Linked DNA regions of Mus musculus: region 1 is linked to region 2. A link is a contact called in public HiChIP or PLAC-seq data. All regions are on one chromosome and are shown on one strand. The core of a region is the stretch at or near the end of the contact, and the rest is flanking DNA. Distances in the headings are between cores, read along the strand shown.

Region 1 (6,487 bases), core at 747-3,246, 1.6 Mb after region 2:
TCAAGATCGGGCCTGTACCCAGAAGTCAAGTTTATTCCACCTGTCACAATCTATTTCTCCACCCCTTCGTCTTCGCATCCTGAGGTCTGGATTCTGGAAACCAGCCAGCCCTTTAACATTGGGGGGAGGGGGCACGGGTTCTAGGCTGCGTCATCCCTGGCTGATGGCAACCCCCTCCCCTGCTCTCCGGCGAGGGGGCGGGGTGCTAGGTGAGTTAGGAGCCTAATGACAAGGATTAGCTTCCTAGCCCTGCCTCTCTCCTGCAGGCTGCTGACCTTGGACTGGTTACCCCTCGCTGGGGTTAGGCCAGCTCTGCTGAGCAGGTCTGGTCTCCTTGGGGAGAGCAGGTGCTCCAGGCTCAGGCGAGGATAATGAGCACTCCTCACGCACCTTGCCCCCTTGAAGTTACCATCTGGCAGACAGATGCGCCTGCCAGGCCTCCTGGGCTTCCCGGGTCTCCCTCCCAGGGTGCAGGAGCACGCTCCGGGTTTTGAGGCTGCAGTATCTCTCCAGAGCTTTATTAAGACTGTTGTTATAAGAGAGGTCCCGGAGGGCAAAGGGCTGCAGGCCCGGGGCGTCCCCAGCGAGTCAGAGGGCTCTAGGAGCCGGGCATCCCGGGCAAGCCCAGAGTAATGAGGCTCTCCCCTATCCCGCGGGAGGCGGGGCTGCCCCCTCCTCCCCTCCTTCTTGTCCCCGGGGTTGGTGCGGGGGGAGCCAGGGCCCCCGCACAGAGGGACAAGAAGTGAGAAAAAGGCCTTCCTGGCAGATCCAGTGGGCACGGGGATAGAGGAATGCCCGGCAGGGTCTAAGTGGGGCACAAGTGTGGTGGGGGAAGGGAGAGGAGTGCCCGCGGGTGGCCCAGTACGCTCCGATCCTTGACCTCTGTAACTGGCCTCCAGGGAGGTCAGCATCCGCGTCCTTCCCGGCCGGTGCGTCCTCGGTCCCCTCCCCTCCCACTGCTTCGGGTTCCCCTCGGGAGTCACAGCCAGCCGAGCCGGCGCGCACAGGCTCCGGGTCGGGTAAACACCGCGCGGGAGGGGCGCGGGCCGTGCGGGGCGGGGCGGGGCGGGGCGGGGCGCACCGGGGCCCCTCAGCGCAGGCGGGACGGAGGGAACGGGGGCGGGGGCAGGAAGCCAGCCGCGGTCCGGCGCGGCCCCGTGACGTCGCTTAGCTTCCAGGGATCTCTCCCCGAGGCCCACGGGTCCCCTCCTCCCTCCCTCCTCTGGCGCCTCGCTTTCAGCCTGGGCTGGCATTCTCCCTAGCAGCTCGCAGGCTGCTCCTTCGTCCCTGCCTCCCTCTGTCCCCCCTCTCTCCTCCTTCCTTCTCCGACCCTCTATTTTTCCCTCTTTCGCTTCTCCGCTCTGCCTCTCCGATCCAAATCTAGTCTCCCCCCTTTTCTTTTTCTCCCTCCTTCCTCACCCTCCCTCCTCCCGCCGCTCCCCTTGCCTTCTTCTGTCTTTCTGTTTTTCTCCCCGTCGCCCTCTCGGTTTCTTCCCTCCCTCCCTCCCTCCCTCCGGGTTTCCTCCCCCTGCCCTCCCTCCTTTTTGCTCCCCTCCCCCTCGGCCGCTCGCTGCTTCACAGTCCCCGAGTCGCCGCCGCTGCCGCCGCCCGCATCCGCGGCAGGACTGGCCCGCGCGCTCCCCGGGGTGCGCCCACCTCGGTCCCGCGCCCTCCGGGCTCGCAGGGACACCCTCCTCCCCGCGCGTCGCGGCCCCGCCCGGCTCGGCCCCCGCCCCGCGCCCGAGAGCGCCGAGGATGTGAGTCCTGCCCGCCGCTGCCGGAGCAGCAGCCACTCGCGCGCGGAGCCCGAGCGCAGCGCAGCTCAGCTGCGGGCGCTCGTTGGGTCGCTCGCGCGGGCTGCGCGCTCCTGCCCCAAGCGGTGTCCCTCCCCGGCCTCTCGCCGGCCCCAGCGCCGCGGCAGCCCCGAGGGCCGTCCCCGGCCGGCCATCCCCGGCCCCAGCGCCGCTGACCCTGTCCTCCGCGGGCGGGGACGCGGGCGGAGGAGGTGCCGCCTCGGAGCCCCCGGACGCGACCATGTCGGAGGTGCTGCCCTACGGCGACGAGAAGCTGAGCCCCTACGGCGACGGCGGCGACGTGGGCCAGATCTTCTCGTGCCGCCTGCAGGACACCAACAACTTCTTCGGGGCTGGGCAGAGCAAGCGGCCTCCCAAGCTGGGCCAGATCGGCCGGAGCAAGCGCGGTGAGTTCCCCGCCCCTTACCCCCTGCGGTGCTGGTGCTGCAGCCTGGCTGGGGCTCAGGGGTCCCCGCGGTAGTAGGAGGACCATCTGCGAGATCTAGGGATCCCTCCTGCGGCGGAAGCTGGATCAGGCCTCGGGCAAGAGTCCCCGCTTGTCCGGGCCACCAGCGGGGTCACCCGGGGGCGTGGTAGCCTCTACTTGCTGCCGAGGCCCAAAGGTTATACCCGCGTCCTCAACCGCACCAAAGTTTGCTTTTAGGTTTCACACCCCTCCCCCTTTTTGCGCAGTGGAGTCGCATCTGCACTCTCTCTGCTCGGCCACCCTGGGGTAAGGGGTCCTGGAGCTTCTTAGGGGTCTGCGTGGGGCGCTGCAGGGGAAGGACCTTAACTCCCGCGGGGAAGGGCGAGGAGCATTCAGGTCGCACTGGCTTTTCACTGTTACTTGGCAGAGGGGAGAAGGGTGGTCTAGCCTGAGATATTGGAGTTGGAGAAGCCCCAGGGAAACCGAGACTCAGGGTGCTGCCGGAAAAGACTGGGGTGGCGAGGTGAAGTGGGGAGATGGTCGGGAGACCGAGGTGGGCTGAGAGCTAAAGCGAGGGAGCTGTAAGGGAGCCTGGGACTCAAGTCTAGGGAGGACGCTGAAGTGCTGGAACAATGAGGGTGACAGACAAGGAGACCTACGGGTAGAGACCCAGAGTTCTGGACAGGTGATCTGATCATCCAGTACAGGGACCGGTGGAGGGACTGAGAGAGGCCAGTGGAGGCAGTGAGGCAGGCGGAAGAGGCAACTGAAGGTAAAGCCCCAGGCGGCAGCGAAGGGAGGTTCTGCCCTTTGCGGTGGCACAGAGAGCGGAGGGGCGGAGGCTACAGACCGGGGAACGGGGAAGGGAGAACGGGAGGGGGACACCCGTTCAGGCCAGGCCTAAACTTTGCAGCCGCTGATCGGCGTGGGAACCTACCCCAGCTTTCCTTCCTGCTCCGGGCATCTTTGAACCCGGCCTGGGCTACCGCCACCAGTGATCTGAAGACCTCAGTTTCCCTTTCTCTCCTTAAGAATCAGCCTAGGAGACTTCTTTGTAAAGGGTTGCATCGGGTTGCAGTCGAGCTGGGATGGCTCCCTCTGGCTTGCTCCTTCTTAGAATCCATCTAGGATGAGGGCTAGGCAGTGGGGCAGTTCAGAACCAGGCAGGGAAGGGAGCCTAGGGCAATGGGGCTGTTCACCCTGCTTGGAACAGCCAGCCTTCCTTCCTCGCCCTCCCCTGCACCTCCATAATGGGGATAGACAAAGTATCTGCGACCCCTGGCTAGCCCAAGCTCTCTCACATTTCTCTTCCCCTCCCCCCCCTTTTTTTTTTTTTTTTTTTGCAGTTGTTATTGAAGATGATAGGATTGATGACGTGCTGAAAACCATGACCGACAAGGCACCCCCTGGTGTCTAACTGCCCCAAAGACAATGTGTTGAGGGAAAGAATAAGAAGAGTGGCGGGCTGTGACAGTTACTGACAAAAAGCACGAGGAGGAGGAGGAGGGAGAAAGCACTTTGAAATTTATTAATAGCTTGCTACCTGCGATGAAATCGACAACTTGTGTCTCAAGTCAGGCCGGGAGACAGATGAGGTGGAGAGGAGGAGGAGGAGGAAGAGGAGGAGGTGGAGGTGGTGGAGGTGGTGGTGGTGGTGGTAGCAGCGGTAGCGGTGGCTCTGGGCTCCTCTACAAAAACAAAAGTTAAAAAAAAACACACAAAAAGTAAAAAAATAAAATAAAAAAAATAAAAATCACTATATACACACATATAAAAGAAAAAAGTCTCAGTTGCAGCTATTTGTCAAGATTAATACCTGTTTCTTTTTATATATGGTAAATATTGTGCAATTATAGCTCTGGAGTTTGAACCACTTCCCGAAAGCAGCACCGACCACGTGAAGGTGCTTGCCTTCTCTGCTGATTTGGCTGTTCCCAATGTTTACATAATTTCATCTGTGCACTTGGATGTGACATGCGGTCTAGTCCAGTTTTTTTTTTTTAATGTTGTTTATTCTTGGATGTACAAAAGAAAATTGGGGGCAGGGGAATGACCTCTGTAGATACTGTTGTACTTGGGTCATCTTTGAATGAACCCCATTTTAAAGCAGAAAGTAACTTTTCTACGGACTGATGCTTTGGGAAGGCCCCTTCCTGGTCTTGTTTTCGAGAGACAACTGAAAAGCTTGCGCTTCTTTGTTGCAGTACAGCTCTTTGCCCAGGTTAACACCAACAGTGGGTTTTATATGTCAGAAAGAAGAAGAAGAAAAACAAAGACAAACTTGCTTGAGCTTTTTCTAGCCTCCCTGGGGGCTCTGTTGAGTGAACCCCTCTTTCTTCTTCAATATTGTGTCACTTTATCCATTCTCTTTAATGGACTGTAAAAAAAAAACAAAAACAAACAACAAATGTAATCACAAGAGTGCCAAATATCTTGAACCGCCAAAAGGCATTTTGGTTTCCTTTTGTCCCCTGTGCTCTGAGTCCTGTGTGGGAACACTTGGAGAGTCTTTTCTGTTATTTATAGGGGTTCTCTTAAGGCTCGCCAGCTGCCTGTTTTGCATGGTATTTGCAAAAAAATGCCTCTTGCGTGAGGAATCTTTTACCTTTTTTTTTTTGTTCTTTTAAATTATTTGTTTGCAACTTTGGACCTCAAGAGGTCCCCACCCCTCCCAGTTCCTTCTTTTCTTAATTCTCTATTCTGTATGTTGCACCTTGAACCAGCACACAGGGCTATTTCTCCAGTGTACAATAAAGAACTCTTCCTGTGTCTACTCTTTCGTTAGCCTTGTTTCTCAGGGACTGGAATACAGAGATGGTGGCTTTGGCCTGTAGGATGAAACAGTTTGTGTGCGTTGTTGGGGGGTTATCAGCCAGTGGGCTGGATGGGTCAGGCTATCCCCTAAGAATGGCAGAGTCAGTGGACTTTGAATTTTGCAAATGGCTCCTTCTGGATTCCCTGAGGCTTGCTTGGGCCATCCTGTTGGGTTGGGAGGCCGCCAGTCCTGTGGAGACTGAAGCTGGGAGACTGGACTTGGGTTCAGGTTCTAGCTCTGACTGCCTTACTCTCGGAACTGGAACTTCTGTAAACATCACCTGCCTGATCTGCAGAGACCGATGAACTCAGCTGCTGCCTCTTAGGGTCAAGAAGAGGAGTATCAATCCTCGGCACACCAGAACCTTCCACATTGGGCCGCCGCTAGCATCCACTAAACATCCAACCCGAGACCCAGTTATGGACATACGTGTCTCTACCACTAGAGCCTACTGTTACATGCTTGAGGATGAGTCTGTTCTCTGGGGATGCATGGGGGGGGGGGGAAGTCCCAAAAGTTTCCAAGCACCTGCTGTACCTGCCTCTAATCACCCATTAGGAAAAGTCTGTTGGGCAGGGTGGGGAGGTAGCTCCAGTTCTCTTTAAACTGGAGGCAGTGATGAGGGGTTCAGGTTCTGTAGGGAGAGGACTTGGGAGGAGGGGTTTTGGCTCAAGGAAGAGGTCCTGTGTCCCCACCTCCTTGCCTCCTACCCCTCCCCCAACCCTTGGGATGTTTTGCATGTAGAAACCCCACTGCCTGGAGCTTTTAATGTGTTTGTTTTAAAGCTGTCAGCCAGGGAGTCACAACACAGCTCACAGTGACAGGAGCTTGAGTATGACTCAGACATCAGGTAAGAGTCCCCACGGGGTGGGGTGGGGGGACTGCAGAAGAGGAGCTCCAGGGGGCCCCAGGGAAAGGAGGGCAAATGTCTTATCCCCCTTCTTAAGTCTGACAGCCTCAGCAGGTCCCAGCCTGGGGTTCTTCATCCTGTGGTCATTACTGGGACTGATGGGGGAGCTGGAACTGGCAGTGCCCAGCCTGCGGATGCAAGCGGATGCCAACTTCATTTCCCCAGGCGCACAGTCCTCTTCTTGAATCTGGCTGTCTTCCCTCTTGACCCCAGGCACTCCCTTTTGGACTTGAAGGTCTATAGGCTCCATTAGAGCCAAGAAATGCAATGTACTGCTCCCCTCCCCAGAAGGCCGAGGGGGTTACTGGGGGAAAGGATTAGAGCTAGGGCCTGCTTTTTGTTCAAATAATAATCTGCCGAGAGGGACAGAGGCCAGGCAAGAAGGTAGCTTTAGGGATGTGGTTTCTGGTACTGTAGTCACTGAGTACCATCTCATGTGGTTGTCTCAGCACTTCTAGAAACCCAGTGACATTCACTTACCAGTTACCAAAGAAGCTGAGGTCTCAGGGAAGCAAGAAAGCTTTCCCTGAACACCAGACTCA
Region 2 (6,685 bases), core at 322-2,821:
CCCAAGAATAGGGCACTCTGTGTCTCACCCCTCAAGCCCTCGGTGGCACACTCCTAGAACGGGTCACCTTCTTTAGGGGTAAGAAAACCCAGCCAGTTGTTTGAAAGACCTCAGACTCAGGGCCTATTTTTATCACCCAATGGCTAGGGCTGAGACAGGATTTTTCTGAACCCGCGGTTTCCCTATTTGCTAAAAACCAGTAAAAATTCGACCCATCTGGCTTCCCGGAAGACTTCTGAAGGATTCAACACAGATTGTCGGCCGGCAAGCACTTTGCAAAGAAGGCTTCAAGTACCTTGTCAACCGTGCAGCACGCTGTAAACCACGGAGAGCAAAGTACTTCATAAACTGAAGCGACTGGCAAACTGTAGAGCACAGTACACGTGAGAACCATTATTAGGATTCACGCCTGGTCCTTCCAGCCCGGCCATTCCTGGTGGACACACCCAGACCCCCACTAACAACTTTTCCTCCAAAGCCAGCGAGCTGCGACCACCTGGCAGCCACTCCCGCCCCCGGGGGGTCGGGTGGTACCACAGCGCGAGGCCTCGGGGAGAGGCCCAGAGACCCAGGCCAAGGCCAACAACACATGGCAAAGCATCTGGTCCGGTCTCTGACGGCAGCTGGAGAGTTCTCGGGGCTCCAGACTCCACGCTGAGCTCTGTCGCCCACGGGGCGGTGGCCCGCGGAGGTACCCGGAGAACCCGGCGCGCAAGAGTGATGCCCATCGCCCCATCCCCCGCTCAGTCCTGCTGGGGAGGGGACCCCATTGTACGCCGCGAGCGACCGGGCGGGCACGGACGCGAGGGTGGGGGACACGCGCGCTTCGCTCCACTCCACGGGTGCCCCTGCTCTTCGGGTGGCCCAGGCTGCATCCAAGGGGGCGCGGCCAGGGATCCCCAATCCTTGGCGCGGCCGCGGTGCCTCCCTCGGAACGCTCCCTGCCAAACTTTGCAGCACCCACTGCGCGCCGGGCCCGCGCCCCTGAGCTCGGTGCCGAGGCATTGCCGGGCTCTGCGGGGATGCGGGGACCTCGGTGGCGGGCGCGCAGTGGTAAGACCCCCCAGCCCTGGGCGGCGCTCACCCGGCTGGCTACAAAGCCTCGGCAAGATGGTCCCTTCGCCTCCTCCTGGCACAGTCAATCAGCGCCCGCCGCTCGCCCGGGCGCCCGCGGGGCCCCGCGTCTTTCCCAGCGGTGGCCGCCGGCCACACCTCCCCGCGGCCACCTGCGCCCGGCACCGGCCCCCGGGCAAACTTTGCGACCGCGGGGCCGAGTGAGGGGGCGACCCGGGGCCGAGGCGGCCGCTCCCCGCCCCCATCCCCGCTCACCTTCCACGGCGGCTAGCAGCGGCAGCAGCAGCAGCGCGGCCCCCAGCCTGCGCACGGCCATTGCTGCGCTGCCCGGAGCCTCCGGCCGCGGCGCCGCGGGGACCCCCGGGCTGGAGCGCGCGCCCCGGGCTCGGGGGGCCGGCGGGGAGCGGCGGGGCGCGGCGCACACACACACGAGCCGCCGCCGCCGCGCAGCCAGCAGAATGAGCCATCCAGCCCGGGCAGAACGGGGACCCGGGCTCCGCCAGCGCTGGGCACGGCCCACCTGAGCCGCGGGCGTGGGGGGAGCCGGGGTTGGACTGCCAATCCTGTGCCTCTGCCCGGTGCACCCACGGGTTGCACCACGCCCGAGTCATGATCTTCTAAATCTTTTGAGTCCCTTCGGATGGGGCAGCAACCGTGTTGGAGCATCGTGACCCCACTCACCCGGGTGTCCGGGACCCCGGAATCCCCCCCGCGCAGCAGTGGTCTCTCCCGGCGCTGTGGCTCCTCCAGATAAAGCAGCGATTTCAGCCCAAATGTTTCTCAATTTTTATTGAATGCTGCAAAGCCGAGATCGTCTGGCGCGGCTGACAGGAGCAGAGAGAGGGGACCCGGGGCGGGGGGGCGGAGAACGAGGAAGGGGCTGCCCAAAGCCGGGGGACTGGCCCTACCTGTCAGGACTGGGAGTGCCACCCCCTTGCCTGAGCCCTGCCACCCGCGTCCCTGCGGCTTCGAAAGGGACTGAACTGCAATGAATGAGGGGGGGAAAGAGGGGGGAGCTGGGAACAAAACAGGCGGCTTTCCCAGGCTCTAGGGTTGGGCTGGGGCCTCTGCCTGGGAGAGTGGGCCTTGGCGCTCGCCCGCGGGCCCGGGGTTCTCTCTGGCAGGAGTGGCGGGCCCTGGCAGGCAGACCCCGGGCCTTCCCTCCTTGCCTTGTTGTCTTGCGCGAGCCCACCGGCCCCTCCCCGCGGACCTTCCCAGCCGCACATTGTATTTCTCCTCTGTTGATCTGGTTCCCGGTGCAGTTTGCGAGCAGGGGTGTGGAGGAGGCCCGGGGGTGGGGGGTGCCTAGCGACAGCCCCTACTCCACCCCTCGGTGGAATGGACCTGTCTGGGCTGCTCGGTTTTGTGCATAGCTGTCCCTTCGGGGAGGACACAACCCCTTGTTCCATTTCTGCGGGCCCAGCCTGCTCTGACAGCCTTCATCACCATCATCATTAGCGGGCTTGCTGAGACCGGTGGTGGGAGGACTGGAGGGATCCTGCGGGAACCACCCAGGCAGGGCCCCTAGCCTTTGGGACCCGCGCTCCTGAAAACACACTTAGCCAACAGCACTGGCCATGATCATTGCAGTGGGTGGAAGAATGCTTTAGAGAGACAAGCTGTTAAAAGTCCAGTGCAGACCTCTCCAGTCCCTTTGTCCCACAAACTAACAAAACGTCCCAGAGATGTCTTCCCTTCAAGGCCCATCAGACAGACTGTCCTGAGACACCAACTGAGGTTTGGAAATTTGGGGCACCCTTTGAAGCATTGAGAGTCCATCAGAAATGAACCTCAGCCTGGGAGGCCACCTGGAAATGGTGGGCCTCGAAGGTTGCAAAGGAGGCAGAACAGAAGTGAGCCGGGGAGAATAGAAGACAACAGGGAAGATCACCCTCTCTGCCAACACCTTCCACTCCGTGTTGCCTGCAGACTCCTGCCTGGGGTAGAAGTTAATTGGGTGCCCTGGCTTTTTTTTTTTTTTCTCTGTTTCTCCTCATCAGACAAACCAAGGGGCTTAGGATTTGGTGGACTCTGAGCCTTTTCTCCTCCATCCCTGGTGTATACAGGTGGCCCCTCCCCATTTCCAGAAACATTTATGGGCCATCTATTACATCCTGGGTGGATTCAGCTCTGCTTTCTTTCTATCCCCTGGGGACCCTTGTCACCATCCACCCACCCCTAGCAATTGCTTCCTTCTTGATTTAAAATCCTTTTTGATTCAAAATACAAATACTAGATTTTAGCATCCTTTGAGAACCCGGGTACCAGGGATGAGGCTCGGGGCTGTTCACGTTTCCAGATTTTCCTCTCCTCCATTGTCACAACTCTGGTGGCAGGTGCAGGCCATCTCAGGTGATGAGACTGAGGACCAGGTAAGTCATCTGCTCAAGGCCAAATAGCGCATCGGAGCTAGGATTCAAGCAGTGTCTGACACCCACACTCATCCCTTGGGCCTTGCATAGGTCCATAGAACACGTTTATTCAGTTAGCCAACTTCCCACAGTCACTGAAAACCTTATCATTAATTGATAGCAGTCTGGACTTTTACCTGGCCAAACGCAAAAAAAAAAAAAAAAAAAAATCACTGTAGCAATAAACAAAGCCCCGTATCTTCCCCATCCCGTTCTCCCTCCGTGTTGTATGATTCCCCATTTGAGATCCTATAGAAAGGCTGAGTCTTGTCAGCCATCCAAGGCCTTCCTCTCTGCTCTCTTGGCAACTGCCTTCGACTCCGCCTTTGTCCCAGCCAAACCCTATCCAGCTTTCTCTGCTCTGTGACCAGGATTCCACCTCATCAACCCCTTACTAAGTGCCTTCACTAACTTTGGCCTCTTCGGGACTGACACCCATTTGCTTAGGATTTTCCGGAAAGATGATCACGGGTTCCCTTGCTGGGGCCTGGGGATAGTTTGATTATCTTCAGTTTGCATATTGCCTCTCAAACCCCCAGCATATTAGATGTTTCCTAATGGGGAACCTGCCCCTCCAGGTGTAGCAGAGGCTGGAGAGTGAGCTTTGGATCCAGACCCGGTCCCTCACTGCACAGGAAGAGACGGCTGGAAGCTTCATTTGTCTAATGACAACAGCTCCCCGCATTTGCAATCACGCTTTAACAGTTTACAAAGCAGTGTTCACACCCATCCAGTCGGCTCATGATAATTCAACGAGCGGAGCCTCCCACCCCCAGCACCAGCCTCTAGAAGGGGAAAGCGGGATCCAGAGAGGGAAAGGTACTTGCCCAAGTACTCACAGCACTGTTAGCTGTGCATCGCTGCAGTCATAGAGAGAAATCTGATGACCTCACTTGTCTGTGTCTCTTTCTGTCTCACTTGATTGACAAACATGAGTTGGGCATTGCCTACGTGCCAGGCACTGGGGAGGCAGGAATGCAGCTGAGGACCTGTTAGACAAGACCCCGCAGGAGTCCCAAAGGGGGACAAAATAATCAACAATGATCCAGGCCAGGAAGACAATAAAGCTGGGTGACAGAGCGCTGAGTGACCCTGGGGGTGGGGAGGGTGGGGTCAGAGAAGCCTGTCTGAGGAGGGAGTATGACAGCTGAAAGCCAGGCCAAACAAATGTGGGGACGGGACCTGCTGGGTGTTTCCTACTTGTCGATACCTTGTCTCCCACTGTCTTACCTGCCCAGTCACTGGACTGATGGGAGCCCTTGGTCACGTGTGGATCAGAGCACACCTCCAACCACTGCCGAGCTGGAGGATCTGAGCAGATACTTGGCTATACCTCTGTCCCTGCCCTCTCTTCGCTGGGTGACCTCAGGAAAGACCTTCAGTTCTCTGAACCTAAGCAGGAGTGTTTCTAATTCTACCCATACAGAGCTCATAGGTCAGCACTGCCCAAAAGAAATCTAATACCGGCTCATATGTAATTTTAAAACTCTAGTAGCCATATTAAAAAAAAAATCAAATGAAGGACTAGGGGACCTGTAGCTTAGAGGTACACCTTGCTTACTCAGCATGCATGTGGTCTTGAATTCTTCTTCTTCTTCTTTTTTTAAATAAGGAGTTCCTAGGTTTTTGGTTTTAAATTTAATTTAATTTATTTAATGTGCATTTGTGTTTTTGCCTTTGTGTGTGTCTATGTGAGGATGTCAGAATCCCTGAAATTGGGGTTACAGACAGGTATGAGCTGCCATATCCGGTGTTGGGAATTGAACCTTCCTCTGGAAGAGCAGCCAATGCTCTTAACTGCTGAGCCATCTCTCCAGCTGCAGCCCTGGGCTCTAATACCACCTCCAAGAAAAATACAAGGAGGTAGGAAGAGCTAACTTTAATTATTTAGGCCAACAAGTAAAAAAAAAAATTACTGTGTCAATGTGTAATTAACAAACCATTTCACATTTATTTTTTTTTCTTACCTTGTTACGATTTGAGACAGTGCTTTGTATAACCCAGTGCTTTGTATCACCCAGGCTTTGAATAACCCGGTTCTCCTGCCCCAGCTTCCCCAATACTGAGATTACAAGAGGGAGGACGACACCAGCTACAATCTGAGAGGGAGGACCACACAGGCTGCAATCTGGTATCTCGCTTTTTAGCACGTCTCTGTTTACATCTGCCCTACGTTGAATGCTGGATAGCCCCATGTGACAAGGAGCACAAAGGTAGATCTGGGAGCTGTGATGCATCTCAGTTGCTAGAGTGCTTGCCTAGCATGCGCAAAGTGCCAGGTTCCGCTCCCAGAGTCTCAAAAAACTGGAAAAGGTGGTGCACACCTTTAATTCCAGCACTCAGGAGCCGGAGGCAGGAGAATCAAAAAGTCAGAGGCATCCTCAGCTACGCAGTGTGAGGCTAGCTGATGCCACGCTAAACACTAACAGCGTTCCCTGTCCTGCAGGGTGAAAAAGTGAAAATAGACATTTGTCCAAACTCTCCCAGGGCAGAGGAGGGATTCGCAGCCTTTCCCCTGGAGAAAGGAGGAGGCTTCCCAGAGGAGGAGCTGGGAAAGCTCATCTTGACAGCCAGTATCTGACCCATCCCCCTCTTTATTTCTATCTGAGACGAGGTCTCCACAATGCAGCCATGGCTGGCCTGGAACTCGTTAGGTAGACCAGGCTGACCTCAAACTTATACTGCTTTTTGTTTCAAACTGCAGAGTGTGCCCACATGGATGGCTGCCCTCCCTATTTTGAGAAAACTTTTTTTTAACCTTCTGATAAAATCATGTGCTCTTATTGTGAAAAATAAAGATGACAATGAACACTTCATATATATATATATATATGTGTGTGTGTGTGTGTGTGTGTGTGTGTATATATATATATGTATATATATGTATGTATATGTGTGTGTGTGTGTGTGCGTGCAAGATTTACCCAATGTCCCCTACCCTGAGAAGTACTGCTTATGTTTGGTGACCCATTTCATTCTTGGCTTTCCCCCCGCCCCTTCTAGGCACATTTTTGGTATAACTACAGCCTTGTATGCACAGTGCTGACTCCTGACTTTCTTCTCCTAGCACACAGTGTATGTGTGTTCTGGTTGTTACATCATGACTAAGGGCGACAGACTCCTCCAGGGACCAGAAGGTAGGAAATGTCAGCAACTCTTGTTGACTCCGTGCTCCCCTGAAGGCGTCTGAGAGCATCGCT

The links. HiChIP or PLAC-seq counts read pairs in DNA pulled down with a chosen protein or histone mark.
Region 1: a contact with region 2 is called in a FOXA1 HiChIP or PLAC-seq map of pancreatic cancer cells. The contact joins the promoter of Camk2n1 here to the promoter of Ephb2 in region 2. A contact is called at or near these places in 1 of 39 promoter capture datasets (pre-B cells) and 1 of 115 datasets of contacts at active chromatin or transcription factors (pancreatic cancer cells).

The regions. Positions count from the first base shown.
Region 1 is chr4:138,453,152-138,459,638 of GRCm38.p6, forward strand. Camk2n1 (calcium/calmodulin-dependent protein kinase II inhibitor 1) reads left to right here and starts at 1,997. Exons shown (of 2, transcript NM_025451.2): 1 at 1,997-2,200; 2 at 3,567-6,487. The coding sequence starts at 2,035. The coding sequence ends at 3,637.
Region 2 is chr4:136,834,441-136,841,125 of GRCm38.p6, forward strand. It overlaps Ephb2 (Eph receptor B2), which reads right to left and starts at 1,572. Exons shown (of 16, transcript NM_010142.4): 1 at 1,330-1,572. The coding sequence starts at 1,390. It overlaps Gm31536 (a long non-coding RNA gene), which reads left to right and starts at 1,495. Exons shown (of 5, transcript XR_881502.3): 1 at 1,495-3,446; 2 at 5,190-5,348; 3 at 5,507-5,616; 4 at 6,489-6,622.